Linked DNA regions of Mus musculus: region 2 is linked to region 1. The links are chromatin contacts, called in public promoter capture Hi-C maps. All regions are on one chromosome and are shown on one strand. Each heading gives the region's core, a stretch centred on a gene start, on an enhancer-like site or on the middle of the called end of the contact. The rest is flanking DNA. Distances are from core to core; before and after follow the strand shown.

Region 1 (5,179 bases), core at 845-3,344:
TCACTCTTGTCTCCATGCCTTCCCCCACCAAGATTAACTGAGCCCCATCCAACTATAAGCCAAAACAACCCTCCTCCATTTAGGCTGCTTCATATCTGGTTTCAGCAACAACAAAGGTAATTATTTCACTTCATAACAAAAATCTACTGATCTTTTCTGTGTTTTCTCCTACTTTTGCATATTGGAGCCTCAAATTACAGGAATGTAGATGGAAGATTCTATTACCAGAATGCTCTAAGCTAAAACTTTTTTTTTTACCAAGGTAGATGACATTTCAGATAAATAATTATTCATTTTGTTTGCTATATTTTGGGGCATCAAACATTTTTATACCTGACCACCATGGCCCTTACAACTGGACAAGTCTAAAAGTGACCATGTCACCCAAAGACATGACACTTATCATTTAATATATATCTGAGAAGAAGGAAGCAGTAATGTGATATCAGAGAAAGCTGAAAGAGATTATTTGAAACAGGAGAAATTTGCCAGTGTCCTGAGTCTCAAAACACTTAGCACCTCAGAACACCTTAATGGGATCAGCCCCAGAAGTCACGTATACAGAATGTCCAAAAGATGCCTGGAGACTAAAACTTGAAACTGTTTATAGACCACAGATTTGTCCCCAGATCTCTGCACACTTGAGGAGAAAGGGGATGGAAAATAAAGAGAAGGAGAGGAATAAGTTCAAAAGAAGAAGGAGTTTCAAATACCTTGTCACAGATGCTTGCTTAGATCTTGCCTTAGTTAGGGTTTTACTGCTGTGAAGAGACACCATGACCATGGCAACACTTATAAAGGACATTTAATTGGAGCTGGCTTACAGGTTTAGAGGTTCAGCCCATTATCATCAAGCATGGGAGCATCCAGGAAGGCATGATTTGGGAGGAGCTGAGAGTTCTACCACTCATTCCAAAGGCAAACAGGGGAAGACTGACTTCCAGGAAGCTAGGAGGAAGGTCTCAAAGGCCACCCCCACAGTGACATACTTCCTCTAACAAGGTCACACCTCCTGGTAGTACCACTCTCTTGGCCAAGCATATTCAAACCACCACAGTCCTCAAATGCAGAAGCTTGCGAATTAGTAATTTGATAACCTTCAGTGGGGATCAAGGCATCCAAAATTTCTATGCAGAAGGCTAACTGCTGAGTGTCATTTACAGACTTCCTGATTCTGTAGCTTGAAGAGTTTCTAAGCTCTTTCTTTTATGATCTTGGGTCAGTCTGATGGAGGAGTTCCAAACTAAGTCATAACTTTATCTAATCAAATCCAGATTTGAAAAGCTACCATGGGGTGATTATGGGGTGATTTGAAGGAGAATGGCCCCCATAGGCTCATATATTCAAATGCTTAGTCACCCGTTAGCTGGACTGTCTAAGAGTGACCTTGTTGGAGGAGGTGTGTGATCACTGGGAGTGGTCTCTGGGGTTTCAAAAGCCCACACCAGGGCCAGACTCTCTTTCCCTCTCTGCCTGCTGCCTACGGATCAGAACAGGGCTCACAGCTGCTTCTCCAGTGCCATGCTCCTCCCCCAAGTAGTAAAGGACTAGTCCTCTGGAGCAAACTCCCAACTGGATGCTCTCTCCTATAAGCTGCCCTGCTCACAGTGTCTCTTCACAACAACAGAGCAGTAACTAAGATGCATGCCTCCTAAGAGGAGTGGGCAGTCCAGTCTCAGTCCTCACTCAGGAGGAACTCTCGCCACTTAGTTCAGCTTCATAAACACAAGCCTCCAGACGACAAGCAGCATGAATGAAGTCTAGTTCTTAAACACAACGGAGAGTGTATGGTGAGAAGAAACACTACAGCAGCACCAATGGGGCTCCTTCTAGTCAGTTTTTAAATGAAGGCAGGGAACTGAGCTGGACATTATAAAGGACTCCCATTTAGAAGGGTTAGTGGAGACCAGGAGGAGAACCTTCTGGAACATCATCACATTAAACCTCTGCTCTATGTGTAAGCATTTTAATAAATGTCACTGAGAAATCGTGAGCTTTTGTTGTTTCCCAAAGTGATTTCAGGGCTTTTGGAATGTCTGCAGAAGCAAGAACTAGCTGTGGTCATCCGCATCTCCCCATGCAGGTCCAATTTCTGACTCACCCAGTTACATCATGCAATGTGACCAGAGGAGCGGGAGCCTGGCATTACAAGCAGTCAGACTCATGCAAGCACTGTTCATTTTCTAACCCACTCGTCATTCAGGGTCTACGGTGGCTTTATGCTGTCCATTAATTTTTTAACTAGGCCTATTTCCATGAAACTTATTTCTGCTTGAATTGCAGTATATTTTTCTGTACTGTGTTTTCACAGATTCCCCCAAATCTATGAATGATAACTTAAAATCACTTATCCTCTGCCTTCATAGACCCATCCCAAAGATAGTTTAAATAATAATTCATATATGTGTATTAAATAATACTTCCAGGACACATAGTGTACATGTACAGAGTGTAGTGGGATATTACAAATTAAAATATATATGTATCTCTATTTAACAAAATAAAATATAATTAAATAAAGCAAAAGCCATCATATCGAAGTTGGACGAGACACGCCAACAAAAAACTAAAAGCCCCCAAGAGAAGGAATCAGAGGCCTTCTCATTCACACACTCAGATGCTCGATAAACATACTAAGCTGGAAGCTATAATACAGACTCAGAGGGCCTGGTGCAGACGGTACCCCTGTGCTTGCTGCTTCAGCTTTGTGAGCTCATATTTGAGTTTATTTTTGCTCAGTTGGTTTAGAGCTACCCCTTGTTCTCCATCCTCCAACCCCTCTGTCCCTCCAACTCCCTTTGCCTGAAAAACTCTAGCTGTTTTCTTTTTAAACAAAGTTAATTTTAGGAGAAAGCGCAGAGGGTCAGCATCAACTAACTAGACAGTGATTAAATTTTTACCCTAACCTTGGCACTATAATTTGAGATTGAGGGGTAAATTACTTAAACCTCTGACTTCTAATATGAACAACTTTAACATGGGCAGAACACTATGTACTTCTCAGACTATCCGCAGAATAAAAATCCAAGTTGGTATAAAATATTTACTACCATGGCTGCAATATAACAAGAGGGCATCTTTTTTATCTTAAAGATCTAGTTTGATTTTGCAAGTATGAGTGTTTTGCCTCTCTCTCTCTCTCTCTCTCTCTCTCTCTCTCTCTCTGTGTGTGTGTGTGTGTGTGTGTGTGTGTGTGTGTATTTGTCTGTCTGTGTATGTCTGTGTGTGTGTTTGTGTGTCTGTATATATGCCTGTATGTATCTGTGTGTGTCTGTCTGTATGCCTGTATGTATCTGTGTATGCCTGTATGTCTGTGTATGTATGTGTCTGTCTGTCTGTCTGTCTCTGTATGTCTGTGTGAGTATGTATGTCTGTGTATGTCTGTGTGTGTGTGTGTGTGTGTGTGTGTGTGTATCTGTGTGTGTGTATGTACATATGTGTTTGCAGTACCTCCAGAGGCCAGAAGAGGGCACAAGATCCCCTGAAGCTGGAGTCCCAGGTGGCTGTGAGCCTCTCTCAAGAGCACAGGGAATTGATCCTAGGTCCTCTACAAGAGCAGTCAATGCTCTTGACCACTGAGGATCCCTCAGGGCCCGAGACTGTAGATTTTATCATAATGTGGTGAAAGTGGAGATTCTAAAACAATTAGTGCTGTCTCAGACAGGGCTGAAAATGAAACCAGACAACATCCCATTCTTTCCATCCCAGAAGATAACTGAAGACTAAAACTCATATGAAATGTTAACCAGAAGACGTTTGCACCTAGTGCCTCTGTGCTTGAAGCAGCCCTTCCCACAGGGTGTGTGCTTCCCACGGTGATAGGACACCGAGTTTTACACCTGGTTTTACATGGTCATTTAAGGGACATCCCTTTGCAAGGTACCTGGGTCTGCACACCATGGAACAGGATGTTAGCAAAGTTAAGGCAAAGTGAAAATTCTCCTTACAATGCAGCTAACATACAAACTTCTCCTAGCCAAACTATGAATAAATAGCTAGAGAAGAAACACATATCCACTAAGGGACATGAAGTCATCTTGAAAATAGAGAAAATCACAGAGAATCCAATAAGCAAAGCATTTGTGTCTAAAGCTCTCTGGCTTTGCTCTTAGTTATTCTAACTTTACCCATCATTGTTACTTTTTGGTTTCTTGGGCAGATTCTCACTCTGTATTATAGTCTGGCCTCTTGGGCAGATTCTCACTGTAATCACAGTCTGACCTCAGTCTTACTGTCTAGCCAAAACTACCCCTGAACTCATGGTGCTCCAACCTCAACTTTGCATGTGTTTGGATTAATAAGTTCCTACCACCAAATTGGACAACTATAAAAATATTTTTAAGAAAATGGGATTAGCATAGAATCACACATGCTGGATATAACCATTTAAAGTGTCTTCTCATAGCACAGTTGAAATTTATTCCGATAAATGCCTTAGCGGATGCTTTATGATTGAGAGCTGTCGTAATCAGTCAGGCCTCATTCTAGCTCAATGTGTAAAGTTGTTGGTGGAAATGAATGGTATGGAAGTGTTTAGGAGACGGTATGGTGCTTATCTGTCACGGTCACTGTAAATCCCGAACTTAGTGTGAGAGAATCGGCTCATCTCTGAGTTTACACCAAGTAAATTCACAGGAGTCTGGGCTTTAAGAAACTTCACTTTGGCACCACCATTAAGCCAGGGCCTTCTGTTGGCTAAGCTAGCTAACAGATTACATGGGCCAAGCATATACACAGCCATGGGTGGTGGATAGTTAAGAGCAGATAGAAGAGAAAACAAGAGTTAAATAGGCTTCTACAGAAAAGCAAACACCACCAAGTGAACATACATGGCCAGCTTCCTGAGCCTCCAGGACTGAATGTAAATGCTCTGACACCCCAAGCCTTAAACTCAGTAATCCTCATGGCATTCACCCACCCATAAGCTAAGCCTCCACTGACAGCTCAGACACACTCTTACCCCTCCTTCTGATAAAGCGGGGGGGGGGGGGGGGGGAGAGGAGACCAGATACTGACTGTGGGGCTTTGGAGAGGAACCAGAGCATGAATGATGGACAGGAGAGATAGTTCATCAGCTAAGTACACTGGATGCTCTCACAGAGAACCCAACTTCAGCTCGGCACTCGTATTGTTGCTCACAATCATCTGTAACCCCAGTTTCAGAGGATTTGATGCCATC
Region 2 (5,179 bases), core at 1,138-3,637, 170 kb after region 1:
AACTCGTTTATTATTTGAAAGCTTGTATATTATCTGAAAAATGACATTTACCTGAACATTGTTTTTTTTTTTACTTAACAGGTTAATATTTTTCATTGTGGATGTGTGATAGCAGAAATACGTGACTATAGGCAGTCCAGTAATATGAAGTCTCCTGGTTACCAAAGTAGGCACATTCTCTTACGTCCAACAATGCAGGTATGGAAAGTTTAATTAGAAAGTACTGGCTTTTGTTTTAGTTGGATTTTTATTAAATGTCTGTATATTTGTAAGAACATACCTGTTTTTTAAATGTTTTGTTTTTTCTAGACTTTAGTCTGTGATGTCCATTCTATAACAAGTGACAACCATAAGTGGACCCAGGTTAGTTCTCTCTCTAACCCCAAGTAGGCCACACTCAATGTGAAGCATCAGTGAGACGCTCCCTTGCTGACGTTAGAGTGGTGTGTTAGGTTGGATGCTTGGACAAAACCAAGGTTCCCTTACGAGCTTTAGGGTCTTGTACTTCCTGTATATTTAGAAATCCCTCAAGGAACTGCTTATAGTCCAGTCCCAGTTGTTTCCAGCCTTGCTGATAAACTGGAGTTAAGTTAACCAATGAAGCCTAATGTAAAAATTGTTTTTTTTATCCTCTTGAACAAAAGCTTCATTGTTACTATTGAAAACAAATAGATTGTGATTTTCCTTCATATAGGATTCTATAATTCTACAGGAAGCCTGGCTTTTATCCCTTCCTTCCTTCATCCCTTTCTTCCTTTCTTTTCTTTTTCTTTTTGAGGTAAGATCTCTAGCCTAGGCTGGCTTGGGATTTGAGATCCTGCTACCTGAGCCTCCTGAGGTCTGAGTGTCTCTCTCTCTCTCTCTCTCTCTCTCTTTCTCTCTCTCTCTCTCTCTCACTCACACACGCACACGCACACGGTCTAACAGGACTTCTTAGCGCTGACATCAGCTAATTGATACTTTAGTTCTAGCTCTTGTTTACCTGTTGCTTTGGAGAGAAAATGTCAGTAATGTGAGGTTATCCTCTGTGAAATGTGCTTGTGAATTAAGATTCAGTTTATCTGTAACTCGTGAGTGATGAGGTTTAATCTGGGCTGTTATTTTTCTATCTATAAGGTTGGAAGTTGTTCTTGTTAGAGACAAACTTGCATTCACACTAGAGAGCAGAAAGCATCATTTTCTTAAGCCGAGGACTAGTAAAAGAGAGAGTATAACTATTCTCAGATATTCTACCATTTCTGGATCCACTATTTTAAACAGCCAAATAAATACCCACTCCGTGGATGTGACTGTTTTATAAATCATGCAGATAATTCGGTTTCCATTAGAAGTTTCTTTATCTTGTTAATGTTCAAACTTGAGTTACTGCTACATTCACTTTAGTCTTCAGCAACTTCCTGAGAATATTTCTGGGTAAATGATGTATGTTTACATTATCAAAAATGCATCTGAGGCTGACATACAACTGTGTATTTCAGGAAGACAAACTTTTGCTTGAGAGCCAGCTGATTCTAGCTACAGCAGAGCCACTGTGTCTTGACCCATCGGTGGCAGTAGCGTGCACTGCCAATAGGCTGCTCTATAACCGGCAGAAGATGAACACTCGCCCAATGAAACGGTAACCACCAGCACTTGGGTAACACAGGCTCTTAAGTTTGACATCGTTGCTAGCCAGAGTGCCCTTTCCCTTGGCATGTGAGGGCTGGAATTCTAAGTTCAAAAATGGGATTTTTCATGGCCTTGTATTGTGGATTTATGTTATAGACCTTTTTAAAAAATATTTTCTGCATTATTATAAAGTAATATTTTCCTCAGTCTTTTAAAGAAGGAACTTTTATAAGTTTATGGTCTGTTCACCAAAATGGTTGTGAGGCTGTAAGAAGACTAGATAGAAACAGAAGGGTAGTTGCTTCACTGCTTCTCAACACTAATTGGAATCAGTTAACAAGGAAACAATGTGTAACTTAACGAGTTTTGAGAAAATACAATCACAATTTTTAGAGATTAGCTTATAATGACTGCCTCTCTAGTTCTGGATTCAAACTAGTGTGGCTCCATGGTCATGAGTATTTTGTCTTGTTCTTTTTCTTTCACCTGTGCTTAAAGCTTGCTGGTGTGAAAGTTGTATTTATAGATGGAGTGTGTGAGTGTGTGTGTGGTAAGTGGGTATCTGTGATGGAGTCTGTGATCTGTGCCTGCTCCTTTTCCCCGTGTGGTAGAGTTGCTGCTTCATTGCTTCCTGTCTGTTGTAGGTGTTGGAAGAGGTACTCCAGGTCCTCCCTGAACCGCCAGCAGGACCTCTCTCACGGCCCTCCTCCCCCTCAGCTGAGACTACTTGATTTCTTACAAAAGCGGAAGGAAAGGAAAGCAGGCCAGCATTATGACCTCAAAATTTCCAAAGCAGGAAATGTAAGTAGTCGCTAAGGTGCTCGCTGTACGAATGACTGGCTGTGCTTTAGGGTTTCCGAGTGACTGTACTGTTTTTACTTTTCAGTGTGTAGACATGTGGAAACGGAGCCCCTGTAACTTGGCTGTGCCTTCTGAAGTAGATGTAAGTTCATGAAAAAGCTGTACACTGACACAGGGTCAAAGGCCAGCATTAGGAAGCCAGTGCTGTGAGGAAGTGAAGGGAAGAAAAGAGCAGCTTGTTTGAAACAGTAAAAGTTGTCATTTCAAGAGTCTGTCGTATCAGTCATGTAAGTCTGTGGTATTGAGTGGACCGCCAATCCAGCCTCAGTTAGTTACATAAGAGCATACATTTGAATAGAGTTCTGTGTTAGGAGCAGAAAGAATGTTAAGGCTTCCAAATGTGGAAAGAGTATGGCATATTTTATATAGTGACAGGAAATGACCTTGTGCCATTCTGTAGTGGTCCTTCATAATTAACTCAAAATGCTTCCGTGTTCAAACTGGTAAAATTTAAAGATGAGTAATCTTAGAAATTTGGAATTACCAATAGTATTGTTTACTAATATTCATAAGACACATGAGTGCTAAGTGATCATAAAGGCATTATAAAGGACTATTTTAGATTTCATTTTTTGTTTCTCTTAGTATGTATTTTTTAGATATATATTTGGTGTGTGTGTCCGTGTGCAGACTATAACACATATGGAAAACCAGAGAGCAACCATTGAGGGATGAGTCTTTGCTTCTACCACGGTATTCCTGGGCTGCAGACTCGGAACTTCAAGTTTCAGTGGCAAGAGCCTTTACCTGCTAAGCAATCTTGCCAGTTTACTTAATTCTTTATGATAGTTGTTTCAAAAATTATTTACTATTTCAAGAATGCTTTTTGTAACAATTCTAGCAGTTCTTGCTGTTTTAACAGTTAAAGCACAAAGCCAGAGACATCTATAGACTATGTATACAAACCAAGAAAGAAAGCCATATTATCTTGTTGCATATGTGGCCTCCAGGCATCCAGTGCTCTTAACCTCTTAACCATCTGTAGTCCCACATGCGACACTTAATTAAACATATCAGGAGGTTTAAAACTTGACAAGTGCTTGGTGATACTGCTAGTTGAGACCCTTGTGCCCACATTGATTCTGTGAACTGTGCAGGTTCTTGTCTTTGTTCCGATACTGACTATATTTGATTCAACATCTTCATTGTTTAGGTGGAAAAATATGCTAAAGTGGAGGAATCCATCAAATCTGACGACTCACAGCCAACAATGTGGCCAGCTCATGTAAGTAATCAGTTCCAATCTCTTTGACTAATGATCCAGTTGCCCGTGTATTTTTTTTGTTTGGAGACAGTGTCTCTTTTGGCCCAAACTGGCTTCAAACTTGTAGTGTAGTCAAGGTTGACCTCAGACATACTGATCCTCTGGCTTTCACTGCCCAGGTGCCAGACGTGCCTCTTCCGTATTGTAAAGTATGTTGTTTATAAGCTGGGCTCTGAAGTTATTAAACAGAAAACAACTTTTAATGTATAAGTTTTTTTTTAAGTGTATTTGGAGTACTTGTGGGCTTCAGGAAAATATAATTAACCCTGAGTGTGTTTTTCACTTTACAGAGAAGTTTTAATATAACACTACCTTTTTATGTGGGGCATTGGAGCCCATGCCTGTAATCTCAGCTCTTGGAGGCAGGGGCAGGAAGCTCTCAACTTGATGGCCAGTCTGAGCCACATAGGGAGCTATTCAAAAACCAAATTAGGAGTCCAGCCCAATGGTACATAACTGTAAGTCCAGAATAGGGAAACTGCTGCTGGGAAAAAGATGTCTCTGAGACAGCCTGGGCTACAGAGTGAGACTCTTTCAGAAAACTAGTGCAATGTTCTGTTCTGCCTACTTGTTGGTGGTCCTCACCTGTCTTGTTTCAAATTAGTGTGTTCTTGTAAAGATGTTCTTGTTTGAGCGGTGGTCTCCTGTGTGACCGAGGCTTGCCTGGAACTTTGCTTCTTTACAGCTGCTCTCTCACTTGTCGCCATTCTGCCGCCTGCCTCTGCCTCCTGAGTACTGGGATTATAGGCATGTGCCACAGTGCCTGGCTTAAAGACAGCTCTGAAGGGAAATGTTCTGATGCTCTCATCGTAATAGTCTCTTAAAGGGAGAAGTTGGAATAACATTTTGAATGGACTCTAAGCACAAGATAATAAGATTTATAGACATCTTTAGGATGTTTTGTATGAATGGCATATGACAAAAATATTTCCACTTTGAAACTTTATACTCAGATTGTTAACTATTGCAGTTGTGTGTACAATGAGTGAATCTCTGTGAGTGTCTTCCTGGCTTGGAGAGATGCCACATTGGAGCACTTAGCATAAAGGAAGGTAAAGAAAGGGCTCTGTGAACTCAGTTCCCTCTGAGGGCTTGGGTTGTTACATTCCTTTACATTTATTTATTTGTTTATTATTTGTAAGACAGGCTCTTATGATATAGTTCTAGCTGTCCTGGAACTTATTGTATAGACCAGGCTGGTCTTGAAAGAGATGAGCCTGCCTCTGTCTCCCAAGTGCTGGAGTTAAAGACACATGCCACCACACCTGACAAGTCCATGTACCTGTAATGTGGGAATGGCCACACCAGCCATGGGTTTTGTTGACAGTTGGATGAGAAACTACTTGTTAAGTGCTGTGACAATGTCCAGTCATTTTTTTTATACTTTTCATTGTGTGTAGAAATGTATAACACTTTCCTAATAAATGATTCAATAACATGCACAAT

The links. Capture Hi-C pulls out chosen DNA fragments and counts their contacts.
Region 2: a contact with region 1 is called in a promoter capture Hi-C map of adipose tissue. The contact joins two enhancer-like sites. A contact is called at or near these places in 2 of 9 other capture datasets (adipose tissue and liver).

Annotation. Positions count from the first base shown.
Region 1 is chr3:54,539,492-54,544,670 of GRCm38.p6, forward strand. No RefSeq gene overlaps it. Among named protein-coding and RNA genes, the nearest start is that of Gm31154, 7.2 kb to the left of the region's middle. Within about 2 kb of position 2,095, at least 60 of the 459 cell types and tissues checked have an H3K27ac peak or open chromatin away from gene starts, as enhancers often do. A contact at or near this core is called in adipose tissue, where this site is marked.
Region 2 is chr3:54,706,779-54,711,957 of GRCm38.p6, forward strand. Supt20 (SPT20 SAGA complex component) reads left to right here. Exons shown (of 25, transcript NM_001358015.1): 7 at 82-198; 8 at 310-363; 9 at 1,479-1,618; 10 at 2,253-2,409; 11 at 2,495-2,551; 12 at 3,623-3,694. Among named protein-coding and RNA genes, the nearest start is that of Supt20, 14 kb to the left of the region's middle. Within about 2 kb of position 2,388, at least 85 of the 459 cell types and tissues checked have an H3K27ac peak or open chromatin away from gene starts, as enhancers often do. A contact at or near this core is called in adipose tissue, where this site is marked.